2 separate regions of the Mus musculus genome follow, and region 2 is linked to region 1. Evidence: chromatin contacts called from public Hi-C data. All regions are on one chromosome and are shown on one strand. The core of a region is the stretch at or near the end of the contact, and the rest is flanking DNA. Distances in the headings are between cores, read along the strand shown.

Evidence for each region. A called contact is a pair of places that touch in the nucleus more often than the background predicts.
Region 2: a contact with region 1 is called in a Hi-C map of liver, with 2.8 times the contacts expected there. The contact joins the promoter of U2af1 here to the enhancer-like site in region 1. A contact is called at or near these places in 9 of 39 promoter capture datasets (the 3T3-L1 cell line, 3T3-L1-derived adipocytes, the C10 cell line and 3 more), 17 of 484 Hi-C or Micro-C datasets (the AML12 cell line, the G1E-ER4 cell line, the HL-1 cell line and 8 more), 3 of 115 datasets of contacts at active chromatin or transcription factors (the HPC-7 cell line and embryonic stem cells) and 3 of 9 other capture datasets (adipose tissue, liver and pancreatic islet).

The regions. Positions count from the first base shown.
Region 1 is chr17:31,607,224-31,613,677 of GRCm38.p6, reverse strand. It overlaps Pknox1 (Pbx/knotted 1 homeobox), which reads right to left. Exons shown (of 11, transcript NM_016670.3): 11 at 5,985-6,454. Cbs (cystathionine beta-synthase) reads left to right here. Exons shown (of 17, transcript NM_144855.3): 17 at 385-1,055. The coding sequence ends at 488. Among named protein-coding and RNA genes, the nearest start is that of Cbs, 27 kb to the left of the region's middle. Within about 2 kb of position 3,602, at least 4 of the 459 cell types and tissues checked have an H3K27ac peak or open chromatin away from gene starts, as enhancers often do. A contact at or near this core is called in liver, where this site is marked.
Region 2 is chr17:31,655,315-31,661,768 of GRCm38.p6, reverse strand. It overlaps U2af1 (U2 small nuclear ribonucleoprotein auxiliary factor (U2AF) 1), which reads left to right and starts at 3,015. Exons shown (of 8, transcript NM_024187.4): 1 at 3,015-3,116. The coding sequence starts at 3,073.

The DNA.
Region 1 (6,454 bases), core at 2,353-4,852:
AGCCCAAGCTGATATATAAAGCTCCAGTCTCAGGTGGCCCTGGCTGCCAGGCAGGATTCTGGGCCAGAAAGAGAAGCCTGGGGCTTGTCTTGGCATTGTGACACTGCACATGACCTGTGGAAATGGGCTGAGAGGAGGCAACTGCCAGGCTATCAGTTCTGGAGAGCCAGGGTTGGTTTCCTGTTCCGTGTCCCAGACAGCACCTAGCATTCTACTGCAGGGCTGGTGAGAGGAGGTGGTGCTGGTGAGAGGAGGTGCTCTCTGGCTGTACTCACATGGCTCAGCTGGTATTTTGCTCTTGTTTGGGGAAAGAGTCTCTTGGTGTCAACAGCTCTGTGTCCCTGCCTTGTCCCCTTTAATCCAGCAGCTGTTTCTTTTCCCTAGACTGCAGCAATGGCATGTCCAGCAAGCAGCAGATGGTGTTTGGGGTTGTCACTGCCATTGACCTGCTAAACTTCGTGGCAGCCCGTGAGCAGACCCAGACATAGAGCCAGGACTGGCTTCCATCCTCCTTGCTGGGGCTTCTTGGCTTTCAGAGACACCTACCAGCTTCCTCACCCAAGTCCAGCAGGTGGCTGCTGAGGCCAGCACCCTCCCCTCCTAACACCCAGCTACCTAAATGAATCCTCTATGCCCGAGTAGCTTACAGGGCCTTTCCTCTGGTGTCACAGAACTGAGGAATGTTAGCCAGGAAGGATGGGCACAGACTACAATAGCAACAAGACTCAGGGTGCCCAAAAAAGCGTCCTCCCCACAGAGGGCTCCATCGTGGGAAAGGGCAAACCTTGGACTGATTGTGTGGACATCCTCAGGGACCTGGTTAGCCCTAGCATGGGAGTGTGTGGGTTTTAAATGAAGGTGGGCTTCTGTGACCTGAGACCCACAGCTGTGAAGTGCCTGCACAAAGTGTCACCACCTGGGCCATGACCCTGCTTAGCCCACTCCTCACGTCCCACTCCTTCCCTGACAAGCACCCACTTTCTGTCTCAATGGATCTCCCTGTTCTGGACTCTTCCTATAAATGGAATCACATACCTGTGGTCGTGTCGACCTTATTTCCCTTGGTGTGAGTGTCTCATGTTTGCCTGTTACGGCCTGTATCAGTTTTGCTCCTTTCCATGACTGAGCGAGTCCATTGTGTGCATGGTCCTTATTCTCTGTGTGTATGTATGCCTGAACACATCCCTCCCCACCCCCCGGGGGGGGGGTAGCCCAGGTTGGGTTCTCTGCAATCCTGTGTTCATTTGCCGCACTGGGCTGCAGTTTCACATGCTTGCCTGTGTGCCTCTGGGCACCATTCTCAGTCTTCCCCAGCCTTGGTTATCCCTCTTTCCTGTGGTCCTGCCCTGCCCTGTGGTTTGGGTTTGTTGTCCAGCAACTATACATCATCTCCCATGTGCTCCACCCATGGCTTGTCTTCGTTTCTGTACTTAGAGGAGGGACTTGGCTTTGGTGCGCAGGTTCAGGGTCTTGCTATGTAGCCCGGGATAGGTTCAACCTCCCTGTGGCCACCTCTGCCAAGCTTATCCTCACTTAGTTTTGCTGAGGTCAAACCTGTCTATTTCTCTTCTTCTGGTGTCATCTCCATCACCACATCTAAGGCATGGACACCCATGTTTGCTAGGAGTGGTACCCACTGCTGCATTTAAGAGAAGAGAGAGGCTATGCACAGTGACACACACCTATGATCCCAGGACTCAGGAGGCTGAGGCAGCTCTGCCAAGTCTTGAAGCTAACTAGAGCTATACGCCAAGACTTGTTTCAAATAAACATTTTTTTTTAAGTACTCGGGCCAGTGATATGGCTGAGCAGGTAAAGACTTGCTGCTAAGCCTGGCGACCTGAGTTTCATTCCTGGGACCCACATGGTAGAAGAGAACGGACTCCCAAAGTCTCCCTCTGACTGCCACATTAGTGGGTGGGGGATGAAAGCCCATGCTCCGAGGAAGATAAGCAGTGTTAGTTGAGAGTTGGCAGGGAGGATGCAGCAGACAGGAACAGGAAAGATGGAGTATGGGATGGTAAGCTGGAAAACAGGTATTTCCATATACAAGAGACACACACGCAGGCACCAAGCCCATAAGGTTGACGCCAGTCGGAGATTAGAAGGACGTGCCACAGAAGCAGAGGACCTGCCACCACCAGACTTTGGCAGTGAGCTGCTGCATCCAACCAGTCCCAGGCTCCATGCAGGTCCCAGCCATATGTGACTAGGTCTAATGGCTTACGGGGTGAGCTGGGTCTCAGGACCTAGGTAGCCAGCTCCATTTCATATGTACCTATCCCAGTTCTACCAAAGGCAAAGAAATAACTAAAAGCCATTGCTGTCATCAGAGCTGTCTTTTAAGGGGATAGGGAAACGGTGTTCTTCCAGAGGGCCACTCCCAGCAGCCAGTGATGGCTCACAACCATCTGTAACACCAGTTCCAGGGGATATGAGGCTTTCATGGGCATCAGACCATATAGGCAGGCAAGATACCCATATACATAAAGTTATTAAAAACTGGGGCCAGTTGTGGTGGTGCAGGCCTTTAATCCCAGCACTCAGGAGGCAGAGGCAGGCAGATTTCTGAGTTCGAGGCCAGCCTGGTCTACAAAGTGAGTTCCAGGATAGCTAGGGCTACACAGAGAAACCCTGTCTCGAAAAAAACAAAACAACAACAACAACAAAAAAAACTGGGACTGGAGAGATGGCTTAGCAGTTAAAGAGCACTAGCTGCTCTTCCAGAGGACCCGAGTTCAATTCCCAACTCTCACATGGTGGCTCACAACCATTTATAATGGGATTGATGCCCTCTTCTGATATTCTTTTCTGTCATGCAGGCAAATAGAGCACTCAGATACATAAAACATAAGCAAATACATCTTTAAAAGCCGATTAAGGGGGTTGGAGAGATGGTTCAGAAGTTAACTGTACGGACTTCTTCTAAAGGTCCTGAGTTCAAATCCTAGCAACTACATGATGGCTCACAACCATCTGTAATGGGATCTGATGTCCTCTTCTGGTGTGTCTGAAGACAGCTACCGTGTATTTAGATAAATAAATAGATCTTTGGGCGGGAGCAAACAGGGCCAGAGCAAACAGAGGTCCTGAATTTAATTCCCAGCAACCACATGAAGGCTTACAACCATCTGTACAGCTACAGTGTACTCATATACATAAAATAAAGAAATAAATCTTTAAAAAAATTAAAACCTGTGTAAGTATAAAGGGATGAAAGGATTCACTTGTCACCATTGCCATTTTTTACATGGCCAAGTGTGGCTTAGACAAGGGAACACAGAATGGCAACCCTGGTATAGATAATGCCACAAACTGCTGCTTGCCTATCAAACAGCCTATCAAGTACTTACCAGATGATTCCTTGAGCTCAGGTCACTCCAGACCTCCAGAACATCAGGAGGCCAGACAGGAAAAGACAGGGAGGGAAGAGTATAACTGAGTCCCATACCTTAGCACAACTGACTTCATGATGGAAGTAGCATTCCGGCCATACATAAAAGCCAGCATGTAGACAGGACCAAAATGAAAACACAGTTCTAATCCATCAAAGTCCTGGGAAAGTCTCCAAATGTACTAACCTTGCCACACCACCTCCAGTAGGATCTGTGTGACAAGCTCCACAGACTAAGGCGATTGATTGAAAAAGGGGGAGGCCTCCTGGAACCGGTTGTGGAACTCTTTGCTAGAAAAATATATTGAGCCATAGTTCTCATGGCAATCTATCTGTTTTGTTTTCTCTTATCCCTTTTCTTATTTACATGTTCCTGGTAGCCTGGGCCAAGATCTTAAGCGAGAATAATGGATAAGAAACCATCCCTAGAGATGGGGCCACTAACATGACCTTGTCCCCAGGGAAACCAACACTTTGCTTTCTAAATCATTTATAAAACTATTATGATAAAAACTTTCCCAACAATAAAATTTCATATGGCTACATGTGTGTCATTGGAAGTGGATTTTGGTATATAGTAAAGAAAGCCTTGATTAGAAAGAATTAGCCGGGTGTGGTGGCGCACACCTTTAATTCCAGCACTCTGGAGGCAGAGGCAGGCGGATTTCTGAGTTCGAGGCCAGCCTGGTCTTACAAAGTGAGTTCCAGGATAGCCAGGGCTACACAGAGAAACCCTGCCTTGAAAAACAAAAACAACAAAAAAGAAAGAATTAAAATAGTTTAAATTTATACATTGAAGATTTATTAAAAAAAAAAAATCAGGCACTAGATGTTAAATAATAACTGACCATGGGGCTGGAGAGTTAGTTCAGCGGTTAAGAGCACTGACCGTTAGAGATTTATTAACCTGCTTTTGGAATATGCTACTAGCCTTGGATGACAACCCCCACTGAATACATCCTTCTAGAATTGTTCTATTTTGATGATTTATAACGATGTTACCTGTTCTGTTTGTGATTCACTGAATACATAGTTTTAGAGTTGTAATGCTTGGATGATTTTTGTGCTTTACCCTGCCAAATGATTTTTGTTGGTATTTGGGTTTTTTTGTTTGTTTGTTTTGGTTTTGGTTTTTTCGAGACAGGGTTTTCTGTGTAGCCCTGGCTGTCCTGGAACTCACTTTGTAGATCAGGCTGGCCTCGAACTCAGAAATCCGCCTGTCTCTGCCTCCCAAGTGCTGGGATTGAAGGTGTGCACTACCGCCGCCCGGCTTTTGTTGGTATTTGTGATTGTCTCACTGGCTATAGCTTCTAAGAGATGTAACATTTGGTTTTTTAATGTATAAAATCCCCTGCTTGAGAGCTGCAGAATACACTCAGATTCCATCTGCCTCTGTGTTTGTTTCTGTTTGTCACCGCTGAATCCTTACCCATCCAGCTTCAAGGACCTTCATTCCAGGGACCCCCATACCCGACTGGGCACAGTCCCATGTGCCCAGGCTGTTTTTGAAACTGCAATTCCACTGCCTCAGCACCCTAGATACTGGGATTATCAGCATGAGCCACTATATCTGGCAACATTTAGGTCTGAAAAAGGGGGTGGGGCTCATAGGACACAGCAAAGACTAGAGTTCTAACTGTACAAAGACATATAACTATGACACCAGGGCTTCCTCTGAGTTCATAGAAAGGCTTGTGGGCTAAGCACTGTATAAATCAACAAAATGCAAATCCCTAAGCTTTAATCTGAACATGTCACCTACCTGTGGTGTCTGCTAGGCCACCGTTGCTCTGCTTGTTTCTGTCTAAATAGGCGTGTTGGGTCTTGTTAGCCACAGACATCATTTTCAAGCTTGGTGAAACCTGTAAGCCAGACTTTCCCTTCTCACAAAGGAAACCCTTGAGAGCCTGGTACTGGTGGCCCAAGGTCTTATCTATCCACCTTGGACAGCAGAGTTCAAGGACACATATCTCCACCTTCTGAAAGTCAAATGCTTCCAGCCATTGGCCACCCAAAGTCAATTTCAGATGTTCTTTTGAGACATGGTCTGTCCTGTCTCAGACTTAGGAAGCAGTCGACTTTGAGCTTGGACTTCTGCTTTTCTGACCCTCTACTCCCAATTGCCCGGATTATGGGGTGCTGGCCACTGAACCCAGGGTTCTGTGCATGCCAGGCAAGCGCTATACCAACTGAGAGCATCACCCCTGGCCCTTAGATACACTTCTGAAGGAAAACAGCCTGTTGGTCCACGGTTCCAAGCACAAACTGGGGACCTGCAACACCTCCTGCACGTGTCCAGGGGCACCTTGCAAGGGGTTTTACAGTGTGGGACCAGCAAAGGTGACAGGTCTGGACCCATCAATCATTCTCTTGTTAGGCCAAAATAATCCAGTGTATGAAATGTTACGATGAAAAATCTGCTTTGCAGTTTTTTTTTTCCTTGAGAAAATGTCAACTAATTGAAGCCAAACAGCTAGGGTAGCCTCAACTCCCCACCCTGGTGTCACTGCAAGGTGTGTGGCAATCTTGAGGATCTTGCCTAGGAGTGACAAAGTCCACTTTGGTGGCACAAGCTTTACAGAATCAATCGTCCACAAGGCATGTTTCTGGTTTTAATTTTTTTTTTCTTTGATAAATCAATTGCTTCACAAAAATCCTTTTAAAGACAACAATCCAAGAAAACATATTGTTACAGTATTCACATTTTAAAGATTGTCAGTTTCAAAGACCGAACTTAACTGAAGAAGGCAGCCTGCTGTGTTCCAGTCACAACCTGCGGGAGGGGCCTCTGGGATGGGCATTTCCCTGCCAGCCATGGGGGAGGAGCAAGTCTCCCGCTGCCCCCACAGGTGCACTGGCCACCCAGCAGGCTACACAGTGGCCCGTCAGCCCTAGCCGCAAGGGTCACAGTGCATATTGCATATACACTTCTATTTGACAATCTGGAATCAAGAAAGCAGAAAACCTGAGCCCACCGGAGGAGTGGGTCAGCCAGTCTAGATTTCTGCTAGACAGCCAAACAGCAGGAATGACACGAGTTGACTGTAGGTCTCAGAACAC
Region 2 (6,454 bases), core at 1,766-4,265, 49 kb before region 1:
TAGCCCTTGCCTTTAATCAACTCAGCACTCAGAAGGCAGAGGCAGGCAGATTTCTGAGTTCAAGGCCAGCCTGGTGTGCAAAGTGAGTTCCAGGACAGCCAGGACTATACAGAGAAACCTTTCTCAAAAAAACCAAAAAATAAATAAATAAATAAATAAATAAATAAATAAAACAAAACCAGAGACCTAGAGACCATGCAAGCATGTGCTGATGGAACTAGCCAATTGTCTAAACATTTGCAATTATGGAAGTGATAAAATACTGGTATTGATCTTGCACAGGCAGTGCCAAGATCTATCTATCTATCAGTGAGTGGTACGAGACCCCAATACTTCTCCAGTCATTTATCTTCCCTCTTCTTAAAGGATATAAAACTTCTTTCATAAAGGGAGGGACAGTAAATGCCAAGAACATGACTATTCAAAAGACATTCAGGATGGATGCGCTGAGGGGCTGTGCAGAATACCAAAGGCTGGCTTTTCTTCCAGGCCAGCTTAGCGGTTAGGAATTTATGGGACTTATACCAGAAAGCCAGACAGGGAACATTTCCTGGTTTCCTTTGCATAAGAGGCAAAATGCCCACGCTCACACCTGTAGCCTTTCCAACCTGCCAGCTTCACGGTGCCACCTGTTCCTCTGTTAGCCCTCCCTGCCTCACTAGAAATGGAGCCGGCTGGCACACTGCCTCCTCAGCCCCTAGTGCTTGTTCAAATGATAGTTTTCATGCAGCAGGTTCACAGAAAACCTGCCAGTGTGGTTCTCAGCTGTTTCCGGCGAGGAAGCAGTCCATCCAGGCAGGTTGCTTTACTGCTTTGCACTTTTGCATATTCATGCTCACCTTTAAAGTTCAACTGCTCCTGCTTCTTTGCAGCTTGTCACGGCCAGCTTACTGCTCTCCCTGGCATATGGTAGCATCCTCGTTGCCAGCTCTATTGCTGGCAAAGAGCTTCCCACATGCACTTATAAATTCCATTTATCTGCATTTTTTTTTCCAGACAGGGTTTCTCTGTGTAGCCCTGGCTGTTCGGGACTCACTCTGTAGACAAGGCTGTCTTTGAACTCACAGATATTGCTTGCCTCTGCTTCAGATGTTAGGGTTAAAGGTGTGCACCACCACTGCCTCCCTCTTTTATCTGTATCCTTAAACACAAAACCACTGGGGATTGAGCCTAGAGCCTTATGAATGAATGCTAAGTAAGCATTTGTAGCACTGAGTAGCTCAGCCAACACTCTTCCTTCTTTTTGGAGGGGCTCACTATGTAGATCTGTCTGGTCTGTAATTCTCTATGGAGACCAGGCTGGTCCTTAAACTCATATATATCCACCAGTCTCTGCCTTCCAAACATGGGATAAAAGGTGTGCATTGAGTTTTATATCCTTTAAGAAGAGGGAAGATAAATGACTGGAGAAGTATTGGGGTCTCGTATCACTCACTGATAGATAGATAGATAGATAGATAGATAGATAGATAGATAGATCTTGGCACTGCCTGTGCAAGATCAATACCAGTATTTTATCACTTGCTTCCCAGCTTGCCTTTTAAACTTTTTACATTTGAAGCCAGGTGGTGTTGGTACACACCAGGAAGGCTCAGCACTCAGGACCCAGAGGCGGGTGGATCCCTGTAAGTTTAAGGCCAGCCTGGTCTACAAAGTGAGTTCCGGGACAGCCAGGGCTACACAGAGAAACCCTATCTTGGAAAACAAAACCAACCAGACAAAGAAACAAAACAAAAAGTGGAAAGATGCCTGTATACTTAGAGCCTTGGGAGCCATAGAAGGCCACCAACAGGAATAGATGTCACCAGGTCTGTATTCTTTTAAACTCTCTGTCATGTCAGCTGGAGCAATATTATACCAGCTGTATTAGTTACTTGTAGTTGAGGGAGAGAGAGCCCAGTGATACAATGCATGGCGAAGTATGAAGTGGTTATCCCTGCCCTCACAGACATACCCAGAAGCCTCTTCTCCATAACTCAGAAAAGTGGATTTAAACATTACACCAACCAAGGCTCGGGATGTCATTCAGTTGATAGAGTGCTTGCTTAACATACAGCATCATATAAACCTATTTGGTAGTACACACTGGTAACCCTAGCACTCAGGATGGTAAGAGATTCAGAAGGATCAGAAGTTCAAGGTCATCTGTAGCTGTACATAGTAGCTATGTAGCCTGATGCATACACAAGACCATCCCATGGAGAAACAAAAAACAAAACACGCTCAATAAAACAAACATCGTAGCAGCCTGTGTCTATATATGTGTCACAGGGCTTATTCTTCTAATGTCTCCAAATAAGAGATAAATAGATGTGACAGGGGAAGATGAATGGGTGAGGCATGGATAGTTGGGTAGCTTAATTAGTGAGGGGTGAATGGGCGTGTGGGAAGAAAGAAGGATGAACAAACTAATGGTCTGGTGGACCTGATCGGGTCATTCATCCTGGTTCCAGTAACCAGGTTAACTAGTGAGAGCCTGTGAGGAGACCCCAGCTTCCCACAACCCTCTTCCACGGTTCGTCCTCGGATGGAAGTGGCTCTATAGCCAGAGAGAGCAGATAAAGTCATCCAACCAAGATGACCCCGCAGCCTGGGTCTCTGCCTGAGATAACGGAGATTAGGCTCTGCCTGGAAATTTGGTGACTTGAAGGTGAGCCTTGTGACTGTGAGGATGCTGTGGTTTAAGGCCCTCCAGGAGGCCGGACAGAGCCCCTTATCTACAGCTGCACTGGTGGGAGGCCTGGGACAGGAGGGCCAGCAAGGGGAGAGGGCGCGGTCCCAGCGGCGGGAGCGGGAAACAGCGGTGCTGAGCACGCGCGGAGCGGCTGTCCACAGCCTAAGCCGCAAGCAATGCGCGGGACCCGCCCGGGCGCCAAGGAGTGCGCAGGCGCCAGGGTAGGGGCGGAGCCTCCTCATGCTCTTCGTCCCGCCCCCGCGCTGGCAGCACCTTTCCCAATTGGACAGAGTCGCTACGACGGGTGGGGAGAGCGTCGTCGCGTCGGGTGACGTCTCCGGAGGGACGTCGGCGTAGTCGGCAGCGTCGGCTGCCGTGCCTGAGTCGTCCGCTCGAAAATGGCGGAATACTTGGCCTCCATCTTCGGCACCGAAAAAGACAAGTGAGTAGGGCCGGCCTGCCGGGACTTGGGCTGGGGAGGCGACGGGCAGCGGGTGCCGGTCGAGGCAAGCGGCGGTGACGTCCAGGCGTGGCGGCTGGCTCGGGCCTGGAGACCTCGCGCGGCTCGGCGCCGCCGCCTCGTGGGCCGGGCGGCGGGACTGGCGGGCGGCTCGGGCTGGGCCTCGGCGCCTCGAGCTCCACCGCGGGCGCTCCATGCCGGGTTCTACGCGGGGCCCTGCCCCACGCCGCGCTCCCACTGCTGCCCGGGGCTTCTGTGGCGAAGTAACACGTTTCTTGCAACTTTAGGCTTTGAGTTATCGTGTCGGAAGTGCTGTGGCCCCGTCCTCTCTAGCATTCAGTGCTGGGGCCGACCTTTGGGAGCGGTTTCGACCGAATAAACCTCCTGCCTGCCTAAGCGTTGGCGGACCCGCCTTTCTTTTTAAATTAAGGTTTGCATTTCCGTAGCCAACTGTTAGGGTAAGAGGAAAAGGAATAGCAATATTCCCGCCTGTGGTCGTGTGCTGCGAGGCACATACTCATTTCCGCGTGTCGGCTGAAATTTAGGTTAAGGGGAATGTCTTCGGACACTTTCAAGGATAATTCCTACTTTGAAAACCTAAGGATTTAAGTATCTGGCTTAATCTGCTTCCAGTAAGTAGTCACCATCTTTATGTTTCTGAATCTTGTACAAGGTTTATGCAGATGTCAGTCACGGTGGTAAGCGTTTGCAATAGATAACGTTTTTGGTGCCACATTCTCACTCTTAAAATGTTCTGTTTTCCAGGATGGAGGCTGTCCGATCAGGCACCTTTATACAGTCTTCAGTGTTTGAAAGAGGGGATGTTTCTAAAAGTCTCATGCCTGAATCGGCAGTCACTCAAGAGACATTTAATTGGATGTTAGGTCTAGACCAGTCTTGGAGAATCAGCTGGAATAAAGTCTGGGTTCTCAGGAAGTCATGGAGGAAGGTTGTGCCTTGTGTTAAGGATGACTAAAATACATTAAAGGGACTAGAGAGATGACTCAGTGGTTCAGAGTGTGAACTGCTCTTGAAGAGGCCAGTAGTGTGGTTCCCTGAATCCCCTTTATTGCAATCTGATGTCCTACAACCACCTGTAGTGCCAGATCTTGGGAGATCCATTGCCTCTGGCCGCCACGGGCACCCCTCCCCCTCCCCATATATGTAATTTAAAGTAAAGCCGTTAAAGTACTTTTAAATCAACACTCAAAAGCCAGGTGTGGTGGTACATTTAGTACCAGCACTCTGGAGGCAGAGGTAGGTAGGTGGATCTCTGAGTTCCAGCCTGGTCTACATAACAAGTTCTAGGAAGCAGGACTGGTGATGGCTCAGCAGTTAAGAGCACGGACTGCTCTTCCAGAGGTCCAGAGTTCAATTCCCAGCAACCACATGGTGGCTCAAAACCATATGTAAGGTTCTGGAGTGTCTGAAGACAGCTACAGTGTACTCATATACATTAAATAAAATCTTTAGCCGGGCAGTGGTGGCGCACGCCTTTAATCCCAGCACTTGGGAGGCAGAGCAGGCGGATTTCTGAGTTCCAGGCCAGCCTGGTCTACAAAGTGAGTTCCAGGACATCCAGAGCTATACAGAGAAACCCTGTCTCGGGGGAAAAAAAAATCTTTAAAAAAAAAAAAAAAAAAAGTTCCAGGACCTAGCAACTCTGTCTCAAAAATACATGCAAATTTGCTTGGTGTTATGGAAGAGTACCTTCTCTAAACTGGTTGCAGAGAAAATGTGCTAGAACACGTGTATGCCAGTTCTCACATGAGAGGTTTCCCTGTGATGATGCCTAAAGGCTGGGACTTCAAAACCAGAAGCATAGTCACTCAGGCCCTGTGCTCATGTCTGTGTGGAGAAGGGCCATCTCAACAAGCTATTCACAATTTTAAAAACCAACAAACAGAGCCAGGCGAGATGGCGCACATCTTTAATCCCAGCATTCGAGAGGCAGAGGTAGGCGGATTTCTGAGTTCGAGGACAGCCAGGGCTATACAGAGAAACCCTGTCTCGAAAAACCAAAAAAAAAAAAAAAAAACAAAAAAAAAACCCAGCAACAAAAAAAAAAACAAACTGAGATTATTTATGTGGTTTTAGCTGAAACAGGAACATGGGTACCTATTAACTTTGGGGCTTTTTTGTTTTGTTTTGTTTTTTCCAGACAGGGTTTCTCTGTATCCCTGGCTCTCCTGAAACTCACTCTGTAGACCAGGCTAGCCTCAAACTCAGAGATCTGCCTGCCTCCCAAGTGCTGGGATTAAAGGCGTACGCCACCACCGCCTGGGTAACTTTGGGGCTTTTTAAGTAGTGAGTTTTTACCAATCAAATATGTAGCTGTGACTTGTTCTCTAGACCCAAGCTTGTCTGACAGAAATCACCTCTGCATAGCCCTGGCTGTCCTGGAGCTCTTTGTAGACCAGGCTGGTATCAAACTCAGAGATCCCCCTGCTTCTGCCTCCCAAGTGCTGGGAGTAATGGTGTGTGTGCTGCCGCCACTCAGCTGAGGCCAAGTGTTTGCTGGGAGTGCAGGTTTGAGAGCTGTTTTATGTGGAACCCTTGAGTATTTCAGCCAAGAAGTTTGCCCATTACCTAATCAAGTTAGGTTATGTAAAGTAAGGAACCCATTCTCCTTTGCAGATAAGCGCACAGACTTGCTGTCTGATCAGCAGAGGATACCTGGGCTTTATGGTCGTCCACCATGTGACCTTCAGCCTTTACTCCAGGGCCAGGACTTAAACATGTGGTTCTCACTAAAAGTATCTATGGGACGGCAGTCCTGCCTCTGCAGCTGACATCTTCATAGGGAAGCTACATCAAGTAGAAGCTCAGACGAAACCAAAACCCAGCACCTGATGGTTCTGGTTGCTTGTGGCTCCTTGGAGTATCTGAGCAGAGCTTTGTGGCAGCTGAAGTGCTCATGTGTGATGTGGGAAGCAGGCTAGCCGTCCACATAGCACATTTGCACTGAGGTGAAGCCAAGAGACCTGCTTGCTTCAGAGCAGTTTGGAAATTTCCTCTTGGTTTGGTGCATGAGTTGGAAAGAGCCTGGACTTTGTTTTCTGTTTTCTTTACGTGGTGACAGCACTCAAGCCTGTGAGCAAGCAACACATCCTTGGAACAGTGCCCCTGCAGCACCCAGGACCCACAGAATTAAAAGGCGGGGTGGGGGAGGAGCTTGGGGTAGCAGGAGGCAAGTTAGAATTAGAAATCCTGGGCTAGTGTGATGGCTCAGTGGGTAAGAGCACCCGACTGCTCTTCTGAAGGTCTGAAAGTTCAAATCCCAGCAACCACATGGTGGCTCACAACCATCTGTAACAAGA